Regions from separate parts of the Athene noctua genome. Here region 1 is linked to region 2. The links are chromatin contacts, called in public Hi-C maps. All regions are on one chromosome and are shown on one strand. The core of a region is the stretch at or near the end of the contact, and the rest is flanking DNA. Distances in the headings are between cores, read along the strand shown.

Evidence for each region. A called contact is a pair of places that touch in the nucleus more often than the background predicts.
Region 1: a contact with region 2 is called in a Hi-C map of liver, with 4 times the contacts expected there. The contact joins the promoter of LOC141963121 here to the promoter of MLF1 in region 2. A contact is called at or near these places in 2 of 2 Hi-C or Micro-C datasets (heart and liver).

The regions. Positions count from the first base shown.
Region 1 is chr8:28,422,637-28,429,250 of bAthNoc1.hap1.1, forward strand. It overlaps LOC141963121 (lysosomal amino acid transporter 1 homolog), which reads right to left and starts at 3,604. Exons shown (of 10, transcript XM_074912131.1): 1 at 3,330-3,604; 2 at 1,480-1,785; 3 at 698-820.
Region 2 is chr8:28,107,126-28,113,600 of bAthNoc1.hap1.1, forward strand. It overlaps MLF1 (myeloid leukemia factor 1), which reads right to left and starts at 4,469. Exons shown (of 7, transcript XM_074911816.1): 1 at 4,348-4,469. The coding sequence starts at 4,394.

The sequences.
Region 1 (6,614 bases), core at 2,354-4,853, 310 kb after region 2:
ATATTGTTTGTTTCTCCTGAAACAACCATCCTCTTTGAAACTTTAATATTTGCTTAGAAGGCTAACCACTACAAAACTGAAGAAAGTGTTAACAAAAATGCAGAATTATCTATTACTATCCCTCGAAACTTCCTGCTGACAAAACCCAGCTGATACCCTACTTATTCTGATGATATTTAAGTCCTCTGAAGTTTAGTAATTCCTCATACAGAGGAGTTTAAAATCAGCTAGCTATTAAGGAAAAAAAGCCAGAGCAAATGCACTGTTTAAAAAAACCCAACCGAACAAGAAAATAAGTACTGTACTAGTAGGTTCACCTGTTTAGTATTTAAAGCCAGATGTAAAACCGAGAACAAGAAAGATGGGGAAAATTTTTAAGACCATTTGGAACATCTCAGATGCATGGCGATTTCAGGAAACAGAAGAAGTAATACCGAGGTACAGAGCATCCCTCTAGAAGTGAATGAAGTTATGCCATAGCTCACCACACCCGTCCCCAGAGGCCTGATGAAGTGGCTGGCAGTTTGGATGTTCTTCACACACACACCGGGACAGAGCTTGGAAGGGCTGACGTACCCTTTCTGCAATTAACAGCTTGGAGCCATCCTCATGATGCATCAAACTACTTCAAAATCTTAGTAAAGCTTCGGAAAGTTTGTTTTCATAGAGCATCAGTCACTGTAAAGTTAGGACTCACTTTGCTAGTCATTGAGAAAGCTGCTTTTTCTTTTCAAGAGGCTTCAGGTATCTGCAGCGTAAACACTGGAACAAGTTTTCTGCAGAAACTGTCTGCCTCTCAAGAGAACTGTCATCACTGGACCTAAACCAATTAAACAATAAAAAAAGAACATGTATTCACACTGAGAGCTCACCTTGGCCTATTAGACATATTCAGTTTATTCAGCATATACTGGTGAAGTTATTAGGCTTTGTAGGCATTTTTGAAAATAATTCTTAAAGTTAAAAAGAAAAGTTGTGAGTAACATTTCAAGTAAACTTTCCCACTCCCGTACTCCACAGGGTTTTACAGGGTTTTACCAGCCACTACAAGGAGAGAAACATCAAAGCACACATACTACTCCAGAGGCAGGTTTTAGGCGTGAACTTTCAACCATTTAGAAACAGTGTAACAAAAACCTTACACATTTTATTAAGCTTCGTCCCAAAGTATTTCAAGATAAGCAAAATACGTCAGATGTAAAAAAAAAAAAGAAAAAGGAAGATGAAACATGGTATTTTAAAACGATGTCTGAAAAATTAGGTTTAACATGGTATTTAATGTCTAAATACCATAACTGCAGTTGGACTCACGCGTGCAAAAGTTCTCTTAGAAGATCAAGGACTATGCGGCAGCAAGTCTAAACAAGGCAATTCAGACTCAATCACCTGATCTCACGCTATATCCTGCTCCAAAACCCTGCAGCCATTACGGAAAACCAAACAGTTTAAAGAGTGGTAGGAATTAGACAGGCCACTTACACTTCCCAGATGACCGAAGACTCGAGCTTTGGCCTCCTGCCACACAACACACTTAACACATTTAAAGCATGTGGATATGCTTGGTTTGTTACGACTTAACATTTACGCAGCAGAAAAAACGTTCACGTTGCCAGTCCTTGGGAGCGTATTTTTAATCTTATGATAATTGCTGTCTTTCTTAAATCCCCAGCAAAATACTCTGTCCCAGTGAGAGCTCCATCACCAAACCCAGCAAATTCCACCAGCAGTTAGAACAACTGGACACATCAGCCGGACGCATCAGCCACAAAACCTGAACTCCTCCTGCTGTTGATGGGAAGGCAAAAGGCAACAGTGTCAGTGTTTGATCTATTTTCACACCTGGACCCGTGACACACCTATTTTCACACCTTGACACTCAAGTATTTCATAACTACACTTTCAGCTCAAAAGAATAATGGTGTTTGAGCAAGACCGATACAGATGGTTCCCTCCCCCAATATGTAGCCTTGCACAGAGATGCGAATTTCTCCTCAACATTTAAAAAACCCCCTTTCACTTACTCTTATTGCATTAAACGTTTTCCACCTGAAAAGAGGATAAGGAGACTGCTATGACATTTTTTTTGTTCCTGTAGTATTTAAGTTGCCAATGATGAGAAAAGAAAATAATATTAAAAGGTGATTTATGCTCCTATAACAATTCCTTGCCTGTAACCTCATATTCTTTCTCAGATTACTGCCCAAATACTAGTTTCATTTGGAAAAGTTACAGTAAAAATATTATTTTCACAGAACAGTTAATTTGGAACTTTGACATCATACCTTTCTGAAAAGGTTTGGTGTTTGTCTAGCTAGAAATAAAACCATTATGGTGCAAGATATTTACTAAGAACGAATCAGCAGCTTGAGAGCCCTGTGTGGACACTCTTTTTCTTATTTTAATACTTTATTCTGGGGGTAAAAAAGTACACGCAGAAATAGTCAATGATTTAAAAGTGAAATCCACTTCACTAATAGCAGCTTCACGGTGCAGAGGAGGAAAAGCAAGCTGTCCCTGGAACCTGGGAGCCTTCCCCCAGATTCTCTGCTCCTCCAGCTGCCAAGCTGCCCTGAACATCCCCGCGATGTGGCTGCTGCATGTTCCTGGATGTCAAACAACGAGACGTGGCTAGTAATGCGTAAAGATGTCAGATACGTGTGTTTGGCAGATTTTAGATTCTCTAAACAGCAGCTAATAACAGCTTGAAATCTAAAAGGCTGTTCAGTTGTGCAGTATTCAAAATTTAATTACTCTTGGGGGGAAAGAAAAAAAAAAAAAAAAGTGGAGCTAAACTAAGAACTAATTCAGGGATTCTTCAAACACTTCTCAGTTTTAACCCGGTTATTGTATTTTGTCTCCAGTTATTTTCTAAACATATTTCTACGCACCCCCGACTGTGAATGCTGCCTCTTCAGAGGTGATGATAAAGCATGACCGCTTTTTACCTAGAAAAAAAAGCCCAGTTCTCACAGAAGACTTACAACCCAGCTTAGGAAAAAAACAAACAAACAAACAAAAAAAAACCTAAGGAAGCGCTTTTCCTCAGGAGAGCTCGCGGGCATCCCAGCCCTAAAGCCCCCGGCGAGCCCCATCCCTTGGGACAAGGTGGGTGCAACGACCTGGGGCCTTCTGCAGCCCCCGGGGGCCCCGGCCGCCCGCCCCCCCGCCCGTGACAGTCCTCTGAGGAGAAACGGGGAAGGCGACATGAAAGGAACGACAACTTAAAATGGCTTTAAGGAAGGGCAGGGGCTCTCTAGCTCCACGCAAAGCGGGCTCGGCCCCGGGAACCCAGGGCGGGCCTGACGGACCCGAGCGCGGCAGGCACCGACCTGGCGAGGGCTGATGCTGCTCCGGGCTCCGGCGGGGCGCGGCGGGCCCGCCCGGCGCCGCGCACCGATCCCCGCGCACCGATCCCCGCGCCGCCGCGCTGCTGCCGCCACCGGAGGGCGGCTTCGCCTCACGGAAGACCCTGCGGAGAAGGAGCGGAGGGGAGGGGGGTGTGGGGGGTTACCCACCGTGCCCTCAGCCCCACGCCGAGGGGCAGACGCGGGGAGGGGGAGAAGGCCGGGCCCCCGCCCCCGCCCGCCCCTTCCCGTCCCTCTGCCCGCCGCCGCCATCAGCCGCCGCAGCGGCGGGGACGGGGCGCCCCCTGGCGGCGGGCGGGGCCGCTCCCCTCAGACCGGGCCCCGCCGGGAACCGGAGCCCCGGGGATGGCGGCGGGGGGCGGAGGGACGGGGCTGAGGGAGGGAGCGGTGCCCCGGTGCCGCGGGCTGGTACAAAACTGGCTCTTGGGCTAACGCGGCTCTGTGCAGGCGGAGGGGCCTCAAAGCGGCGCTTGCGCTGCCAGGGTGCCAAACCCGTGGTATTTTTAAGACCTGGGGCAGTTCTGTCAGGGGCGCTGCCCCTCTTTTACACAAACCCGGAGCTTTCAGGCCTGTATCGCGTCCACAGAGCGGCTGCTGGGAGACACAGAGAGGGTTCTGCGCGCACAGGCCCCAACCCGTTCGTTTACCTCTGGCCCGAGGCCGATGTGGCCTTCGCCAGCCTGGCCTCCACTCTGGCCACCCCAGAACCACCGCGGTGACCTTTCCTCTGCCCTGTTAGTGCCCGCTGGACTCACCCAGCCTTGGCAGCGCTTTAACGCCACCTTTTAACTTGATCAGTAATGGCAGTTTGTGATCCGCGGCACGGAGAAGTCACTGAACAATCCTGAGATCTTTGTAGGGTATGTACTTCCGGACATTAATTTTTAAAAATATTTTGATAGGAAAGAGTGTTGTATAATTTACTGAATTTTTAATATAATTTTACTTTTTATTCTCATATAGGCTCATCATTTCTGTAGTTACTGCAGCCTAGCTAATTAACACATAGTTGGGAGAGTGATTAAAGGAAGGCTCCGGGTATCTGCATTGTTCTAGTTTAATTGCTGCTCAAGCAGTGATTCAGTGTTGGTTTTGGCAGTTGAGCAGCATTTGTCTGGCACTGTGAAGTTCCCTGTTTATGTCCATGAGACTCATCTGTTGTTGATGGGCAAAAGCATGCAGATTTGTGAAATTTTTAGTAGCATACAGACTTGTGGAAGGAATAGGTTTTGTTACATGCCTTACAGTCACAGAATGGTCTGGGTGGGAAGGGACCTCAAAGCCCATCCAGTGCCACCCCCCCACCATGGACAGGGCCACCTTCCACTAGCCCAGGTTGCCCAAAGCCCCGTCCAACCTGGCCTTGAACCCTTCCAGGGAGGGGGCAGCCACAGCTTCACCAGCTGAACCCCCCAACTCTCCCAGCCTGTCCTCACAGGGGGGCTCCAGCCCCCCCAGCATCTCCGTGGCCTCCTCTGGCCCCGCTCCTGCAGGTCCGTGTCCTTCTGCTGTTGGTGCCCCAGAGCTGGACCCAGCCCTGCAGGGGGGTCTCCCAGAGCGGAGCAGAGGGGGAGAATCCCCCCCTGGCCCTGTGCCCACCCTGCTCTGGGTGCAGCCCAGCACACGGGGCCTTGCTGGGCTGCGAGTGCACGTTGCTGCCTCACAGGCAGTTTTCCATCCACTAACACCCTCAAGTCCTTCTCAACAGGACTGCTCGCTCTTTGCCCAGCCTGTATCTGTCCTTGGGGTTGTTCCGACCCATGTGCAGTGTTTTGGCTGGGCTGCTCAGGTGGTGCCTGTTTTTACAGAGCTGGAGTCTCCTCGCCTGTGTAGACAGAATTGGGTCTCGTAGCTGGTGCAGCGTGGGAGAAGAGGGGAGCAGGCTGGAAGGAGCTGCTGTTACGGCAGAGGATTCGTTTCCTACCACTCCCCAGTGCCTGAAGAAAAGCCCTCTCGGCGTAAGGAACCTGTGTGGTACTGAACCCAGAACTGGATGTGAACCTGAAGCGGGCAGTAACTGGAGACACCACGCAGGCGACTGGAGAGGATAAAATAATCCGCAAATGCAGATTTATGAAGGCAAACAAAATTTGAGCAAATGGGTAATGGAACCTGGAAGGCGTTTGTGCCCTGAGGGCACAGACAGGCCTTGATGGCTCTGACCAGCCTCTCCTGGGGCCTCCCCCCACACCGGGCCGGGGGCCCCAGCTCAGCTCAAGCTGAGTCTCCCAGTCGGATGCTCAGAGCAGCTTGGCCCCAGGATGGGCCCTCCGTGCGAGCAGCGTACAGCTCGCATCCAGCCCTGTTTCCTGGATGGACTTTGGACCTGCACCATCCCTGGTCCTGTCTCTGGCCTCATCTCCTGGTGCTCCTGGCTGGACTCGGTGGGTGTATCTGGACATGGTTCACCCTTTGACCCTCCTGGGACCCTTGGTGGCCGGTGTTGCCTGCACCCAGCTCTGCGAGGCTGAGCCCTGGTGTGAGGGCCCGTGCTGAGATGTCTCTCTGCTCGTGGCTTGCCTTGATTGCGGATCCGAGGAAGGAGGTGTGAGTATTCTTATTATTTAAGTCAAAACCCCACGTATCACTAAATACGTGAACATAAGTATGCTGATGATTAGGTACAATGTTGACCTCAAATGAGTTAATACACTTAAAAATAGCTAAGGTTAATTGTAAGGCAAAAGGAGTAAAGTAGCAATTTATATGTGAAAAACCACTGTAAAAATACTTCCAAAATCCTTCCAGAGACTAGAAAACATTTTCAGAAATAGAGGTTGAAATTCATAGGTTTATCCAGGCCAGTTTCTGTCTCTGTTCCTGGAATGAAGGCATCTTCTATGTCACGAACTGCATTTTATGACATCCCCTTAAAAAAAAAAAAAAGGTGAATAAAGAGAGGATAATGTGGTGAAAGACAGCCAATTATTCCATAAATGTAAACTACATTTAAAAGTGGTGTACAACATTATATATTTATGGATACAATTTTGTTCTACTGTCACATAACAAAATGAATAATACATTAGTCCAAGAACTTGTCATTAAGTGAATTTCTTTGTTGCCTTGCCATTAAAATTAAAAAGTCCTTGGTCTGTATATGTGCATGACATTAAACCCTCTTCTGGGAGCATAATATAGGGTGGGTGAAGGTACTGTTAGGCTGCAAATTTGAAGTAGATCTTAAAATTTTTAAGGTGAAATAATGCTAATGAAATCAGATTTGAAGACATTCAGGAAGGCTTTATG
Region 2 (6,475 bases), core at 3,219-5,718:
CACTGAAAGCCACTTTTATTAACGTTAAGAGTCATTTCCCAAGTATGTTTACTTAGACTTAATAGCACCTCATCTTCCTTCCTATCAATTTCCTGGCACTCCCCAGACACCTCACACCCTCATTCTCTCCAGGGCACCGCAACCTTTCCCATCACATCTCATGCCTCCATGAAGAAAAAAGCTTCAGGATGCTCCTCTGACTCCAACACCCAACCAGCTCTTAAAAGTCTCCTGAACAGCTTTTCTATTCTCCCCACCCCTTATCTCCAGTCCCACGAAAACGAGTTTCCACACCACGTGGCCACTTTGATCTCTTTGCTTTGTACTGTCTTTGCATGCCAAAGGTGCATTTATTTTTATTTTTTTTTTCCTTTTAAGTGAAGAAGTAAGGTTACAAACATAACGCCGAATTAATTTTCAAACAACACTTGACACAATATCCCTTTAAGCTACGCATGTAACTCACTCCAGCACACCCCAGAAGTAGTTTTACCCCTGTCATTAAGCAGACCCTAATCTACCCCCTCACATGACTGCTAGCTTTAGCTTCAGTCCTCAATGTGATAAGCAGTCGCACACAGCCAACGGCCCCTCACCTTTCACAGGATGAAGACCAGATGGAAAAAAGTCACTGCAGAAGCCAAGGCAAGGGAAGCACACAAGCACCCCCACAGTACATAGGTACTTCCATCAAATCTATTTTGACTCCCCAAAATTCAGATAGGTTTGGTTATCAACACACAAATAAATATGAACCGTATTCCATCAGTTAGTTGTGCATAACAAAATTTGTCCCCAGTCCCTTCCAGTTCAAAAGTAGGACACTCCTAAGTTACCTACAACACAGCATAAGCAAAACAAGATTCCATAGATTTAATGTAAATAAGAAAAATTGGTTGAATTTAGTGTGTGTAACATGCTCCAATATCTCACCTGACATAAAATAATGCTTCCTACCTTGTGAAATTGTCCTTTTTGCCTTATTCCAGTTTCGCTTGCAACTTCTGGCCTCTCACCCTCCACTACATCTATTTGATTCACATACCTGCATCTAAAACTGTGTTGGTGTTTTTTTGGTTTTTTTTTTGTTTTTTTTTTTTTTTTTAAATTAAAGGTCCATGAAACAATTCAGAAATACAGCTTCTTACTGTCAGAGACAGAGAAGTAAGATATACCATGTGGACTGACAGATTTAGGAACAAAAGTAAAGTCCATCCCAATTCCCCAGGGACATTTCAGGGAGCCATTCATCAAAAGATCTAGTGTAGCCAAGCTTCAAAAGAAGCACTACAATTCTGGTACGCTCTGGAGCAGGGCAAAACCAACCTAAAGTCAACAGGGAATCTGGAAGACAAGGCGTCCAAGGAATTAAACCTACCACCTTGATGGCTCTGATGACTGAAACTCAATCTGTCACTACAAAAGGAGTATGTCACCCTCACTATACATATTAAATAAGTCAAAGGCTCTCCAGTAGAGGATGCAAGATCTTAAATTCTTTGCTCCAATCACAGGTTTTATAGGATGGCAACAGGTGGAGAACCTTGCTTTTAATTACCACTGATCACATCTGACTTAATCTGACCTTTTTTAGAGGGGGTAAAAAGATACTTTTGATGAGACAGACATGATTTCTGTACACTTTGCACTATTATACCATAAAAGTGGTGGAGAGGGAGGAAATAAAGGGGGTTCTGTAAGGGTTTTGCACACAGAATTTGTGCCCTTCACACATTAAGCACTGTAAGGTATTTCCAAAATTAAGTTCTGAATGGAGCCAAACAATTTATACATTTGTTGTCACCCTACTCTGCCGTAACAAAATCTTGTCTAATGAGTAGTTTATCTGACCTTCACCTGACATTCAGGTCTTTGCAGGGATCAATAAAGGGGAAAAAACATGTGCAGCCTCTGAGACTGACAGTCTCAAGTCCATCTGCTGTATGGAGAAAGAGACCTTAAGGCGGCTGATGCTGCTGGCACGTACGCAAGTGAGGATTTTCACTAAGATGTAGCTCACTTCCTACGTTCTTTAAGCTTAAGCTCCCAAGTTTAAGGCTCTGTGTTCCAGCTGAAACCCTTTATGGTGTTCTGGTGAAAGTACAATGTTACTCCGTACTTCAGTGTGTTTCTGGTCAGTTGAAAAACAGTGTCCTAGAACAATAAATTGTTTATTATTATTGAAAACTGTACTTCCTGTGAGTGTTGGTTTTTTTTGTTTGTTTGTTTGGTTTTTTTTCCATTTTTACTTAGAAAGTTATGTAAGCCTGAAGTTGCAGAATCCCGCTGGAGATAACACCTGGAACAATAAAACAAAAGCTGTGTATTGGTAAATTAAAACCAGATGCCAACTGTGCTTGGCAGAGAAGACACAACTCCTGCACCTGTCCAGGCTATGAGGGATGAAGCTCAGCTGGGCCCAGGCAGCATTCTGGCTGACTGACTGGTGCTTCCCCAGGGCAGCTGCTCACAGATGGAGACATTTCTTTTAACCCAGGCACTATTTCCAGTTCAGCAGTCAAAATCTCTCCTTATGAGGCAACAGAAACCCATTATTACAGTATTTTGGAAGCTAATCTTATCTGAAGTAATAAGCTCATTTCCTTAACTATATGCAAAACAGATTTACAAGGACAATGCCAAGAAAATGAACCTCGGTATCAATCTCTCATCTCTTTCACACGCACTCCCTCTGTCTTTTGCAATCTTTTCTTCCCTACAATTTGAAACAGCATCGGTGGCTATAATAAAAATGCACAAATGAAATGAACAAATAATAGGAGAGAAACTGATATCTCAAAGCATGCTACAAATTGCTACAAACAAGCCTTAACTGCCATCATTATTTTAATTTCACACGGAGGATTTGCATAGTGAAGTTTTCTGCATAGTGTATCCTGCATATAACTGATGAGTTGTTATAATAACGCGGATATTCCTACAAACCAAGCGTCCTCATCCATTTTGTGTGGCTTTAGAGACTATCCCACTGCCAGGGACGTGCTTTTGCAGCTCAGCGGTAGGTTCTTTAAGAGGTACAAATGCAACCTCAGCTAGAATAGCCTGTAACTAAGAGATAAAGTCAACAAACCCACATGACAAGGCCTGATGTGTTTCCCTTCCTTGTCCACCCACCGGCGTTACCCCTTATCTTTGCTTGTAATTAAGCTCCACATCTTTAGAAAAACTAAAATCATTCGGGCTCCTCCAAGTTCTCCATTCCCATTCTTACCCACTACAGATTAGTTTCTGACCAAAGACATAAACTGGGGCCAGATAGATATTTCAGCAGTTTGGGCTGTCCCAGCACTCTAGGGGAGCATTTGCACAACACACTCCTTAGATTTAGATTCCAGTGGCAAACTTAAGATTCCCACAGGAAATAAACCGATTTCAGAATTTAATGCGCAGACATGCTCTACCCCAAGCACCACCGGCGTGCTCATGATAAAGAGACCAAAAAACTCCACATTTGCTGAGCTAAAGCATCAGCATCCACTCAGAGAAGCAGCACAAGGAGACAGTTTGCCTTTCACCTGATCTCACAGGCAGGTTTGCAGAGTTTTAATGCAAGAACGCCTTGGTGTTATCTTTAGTGTATTCATCGGCAGCAGGAGCTCAGAAAGTCTACAGGAAAAAAGAACTAATAAACGGAGAAAAAGCTAGAATATCTAGCAACCGCCAACTTTAAGAAACTGAAGGAAAAAAAAAAGTCAACCCAGGGGAGGTGAAGATTTCTTCTCAGTCGATGTCTCTGTGAAATTATGATTAAGACCATCCCTGACAACTTTTTAAGAAACTGAAGAAAAAAGATAATCAAGAAAATCAACCCAGGGGAGGGGAAGATTTCTCCTCTGTCGATGTCACTATGGAATTACGATTAAGCTCTTCCCTGACAACTTTTTAAGAAACTCAAGGGGAAAAAAAAAAAAAAAAAAAATCACGAAAGTCAGACCAAGGGGTGTGAAGATTTTTCTCCGCCGATGCCACTGTGACATTATGGCTAAGTTCTTCCCCGCGCTATGAGGCAGGCAAGCTTGCACGCGTTACTGGAGAGGGGGGCGACAGACAAGACCGTGGCATTTAAAGTCACCGGCAACAATCTACCCCCCCGCGGCTGTCAGGGACCCCCCGCCCGGCCGCCGGAGCCGGGCAGCCGGAGGAGCGCGGCTGCGAACCGGCACCGCCGCCAGCCCCGGTCCCTCAGCGCCCCAAGCCCCGCCGCCCCGAGTCGCTCCTCCGGGGAGCGCGGCGGCCCCCCCGCCGCCTCACACCCCCTGGCGGGGCGGCTCCAGGGAGGGGCGGCTGCCATCCCGGCCGGCCGCCGGGCCGCGGCGGGCCGCTCACCGGAAGAAGGGATCCTCCTCGAAGCAGCGCCCCAGCCCCCCGAACATGGCGGCGGCTCCCCGGTGCAGTGAGCGCCGCCGGCCCCGCCGGGCCCTCACGGTGGCGCCCGCTGACACACGTGACGCCGCCCAGCGCCGCCATTGGCCGCCGCCGCTGTGACGAGCGAGGAGGGGGCGGGGCTTACCGGGTGCCGCCGTTGCCGTGGCAACCGGCGCCGCTGCGCGGTCCCGCTCCAGAAGGTTCGGGCCGGGGCCTGGCGCGGCCCCACGCAGGGCGGGGGGGGCCGTGGAGCGGGGACCCCCACAAAAGGGGGATCCCCCCGCGCCTCCTCGGGCTGCCGCTCCCGAAGCCCCGGTTTTCCCGGCGGAGGCCTTGCGGGGGGAGCAGGCCCCGGCGCGGGGAGCAGGCCCGGCCTTCAGCCCAGCTCCTCTCAGGCGGTTGCGGATCGGTGCTGTCGGCCCGGCTCGCGCCGCTGCCCCGTCTTTAGAAATTTTGGAGAGAATTGTATTTTTTCCAGTAGGTGGCAGTAAAATAAAGCGCCCGTGTTGTGCGAGGCGGGCTGCGGCCCTTTCCCAGCTTGGCCTTTGGGCGAGCATCGGCACCCCGGTGGCCTGGGCTACAGGCAGCCATCAGTAGCTGTTCCAGCCAGATCTAGCAGCGAGGAAAAAAACTGAGGCCGGGATGGAGGAAGGATATTTGACCGCCGCGGCCGTGGGTGCCATCACCGCCGTTTGTGGATCGGGATTACCTTTCACTCCACACCAGCTCAGCACTGACAAGGCGTCTCCGATTTCTGAGGCTTTACGGTAGTTGCCTTCTGGCCAACAGTTCATTCTGTATTGCTTAACTGTACCGGCTTTGGGAGCCAGGCTGGTTAGGATTACTGGTTAGACAGAAAGGGAAAAAGAGCTCTTTGTCTTCTTGGCAGGACAAGCAGTCCCGTGGCCGGCTGTAAAGGAGAAACCCCCGCAGCAAACCCTGTGCTGGGTATGGTTGTCAAAGGAAAGTTCCAGTAAAAATAAAAGAGCGAATGGACAGGGAGCGTTATCTCGGTTTGCTGAAGAGCGGAGTGGTTGTGAACGTGTAGGGGTGTGTATGAGAACTGTCGTTATATATAAACTTCTGAAGGAGGGCAGTTTGAAAGAACCAGAGGTATAGGAATCTCGCCTTCATTCTTCATAAAATGGGAGAATTGTGGAGAAAAATGTGATTGGGGAAATTCTCCCGCTCTAGAAGACAAAGTTTCTCAGAGCTGTGAGCCCTGGGGGTTGGTTCTTCCTTTGCATCTCCTGTCGAGAGGCAGGTGGAGGCTCTTCCCTCCTCACATCTCTTTCAATATCTCAGCATTTAGGGGAAAGCTAGAAAAATGTGCTCCGGATAACCAGGTGGGAATAGAGAGCATCGGAGTATTTATATGGCAGTCATGAAAGTAGATCCTTCGTTCCACTAAGATCCATCATGCTGCAGAAGCAGCTCTGCTGGTATTTGGCCCAAAGTGGAAACCCGACATAAAAGATGAATGAACTGAGCCTGCAATATTTTTGAAAAATATCTGTAATCGGATGAGCATTGATTTTGCTGTCTACTGATGTAGACTTCTCTTTAGATCCTAGCAAGTGGTGATATTGCAGCCTTAAGATGCACTCCAAGTTTGAGCAGTTGTTACAGTGAAAACGTTTATGCTGACTGACTGGTGGGCAGGGAAGCATGACAGAAAAAGGGTTACCCATTGATTATCCAGGTGAAGTCTGTGAACTGTTTGTACATTTCTGATGAAAGATTAGCAAATAAAACAAATCAGGCGGTAGTCATGGAAGTGAACTCTGCTGCTTTGGGGCTTTTTGTAACGAAATCTTGTGCCGGTTATGATGTTATCAGAGAACTTTTTATTGCTCAGAGACAGAATTCAAGCTTTGTTTCAAACCACCACACGAAAATATTACAAACGTTGTAGTAATATCATCCCCTGCACTGTAGTTAGTTGTTCAATCCACAGATTTTAAAGCTCTTTAAAACTCCTCTGAAGCTAGAGCGTATTCATACCAGAAATGCAATAAACTGTACCTTTGCCATCCTGATTAGGTCATATACAGTGCTCATTTCTTAATTACTTGTCATTATATTCTGA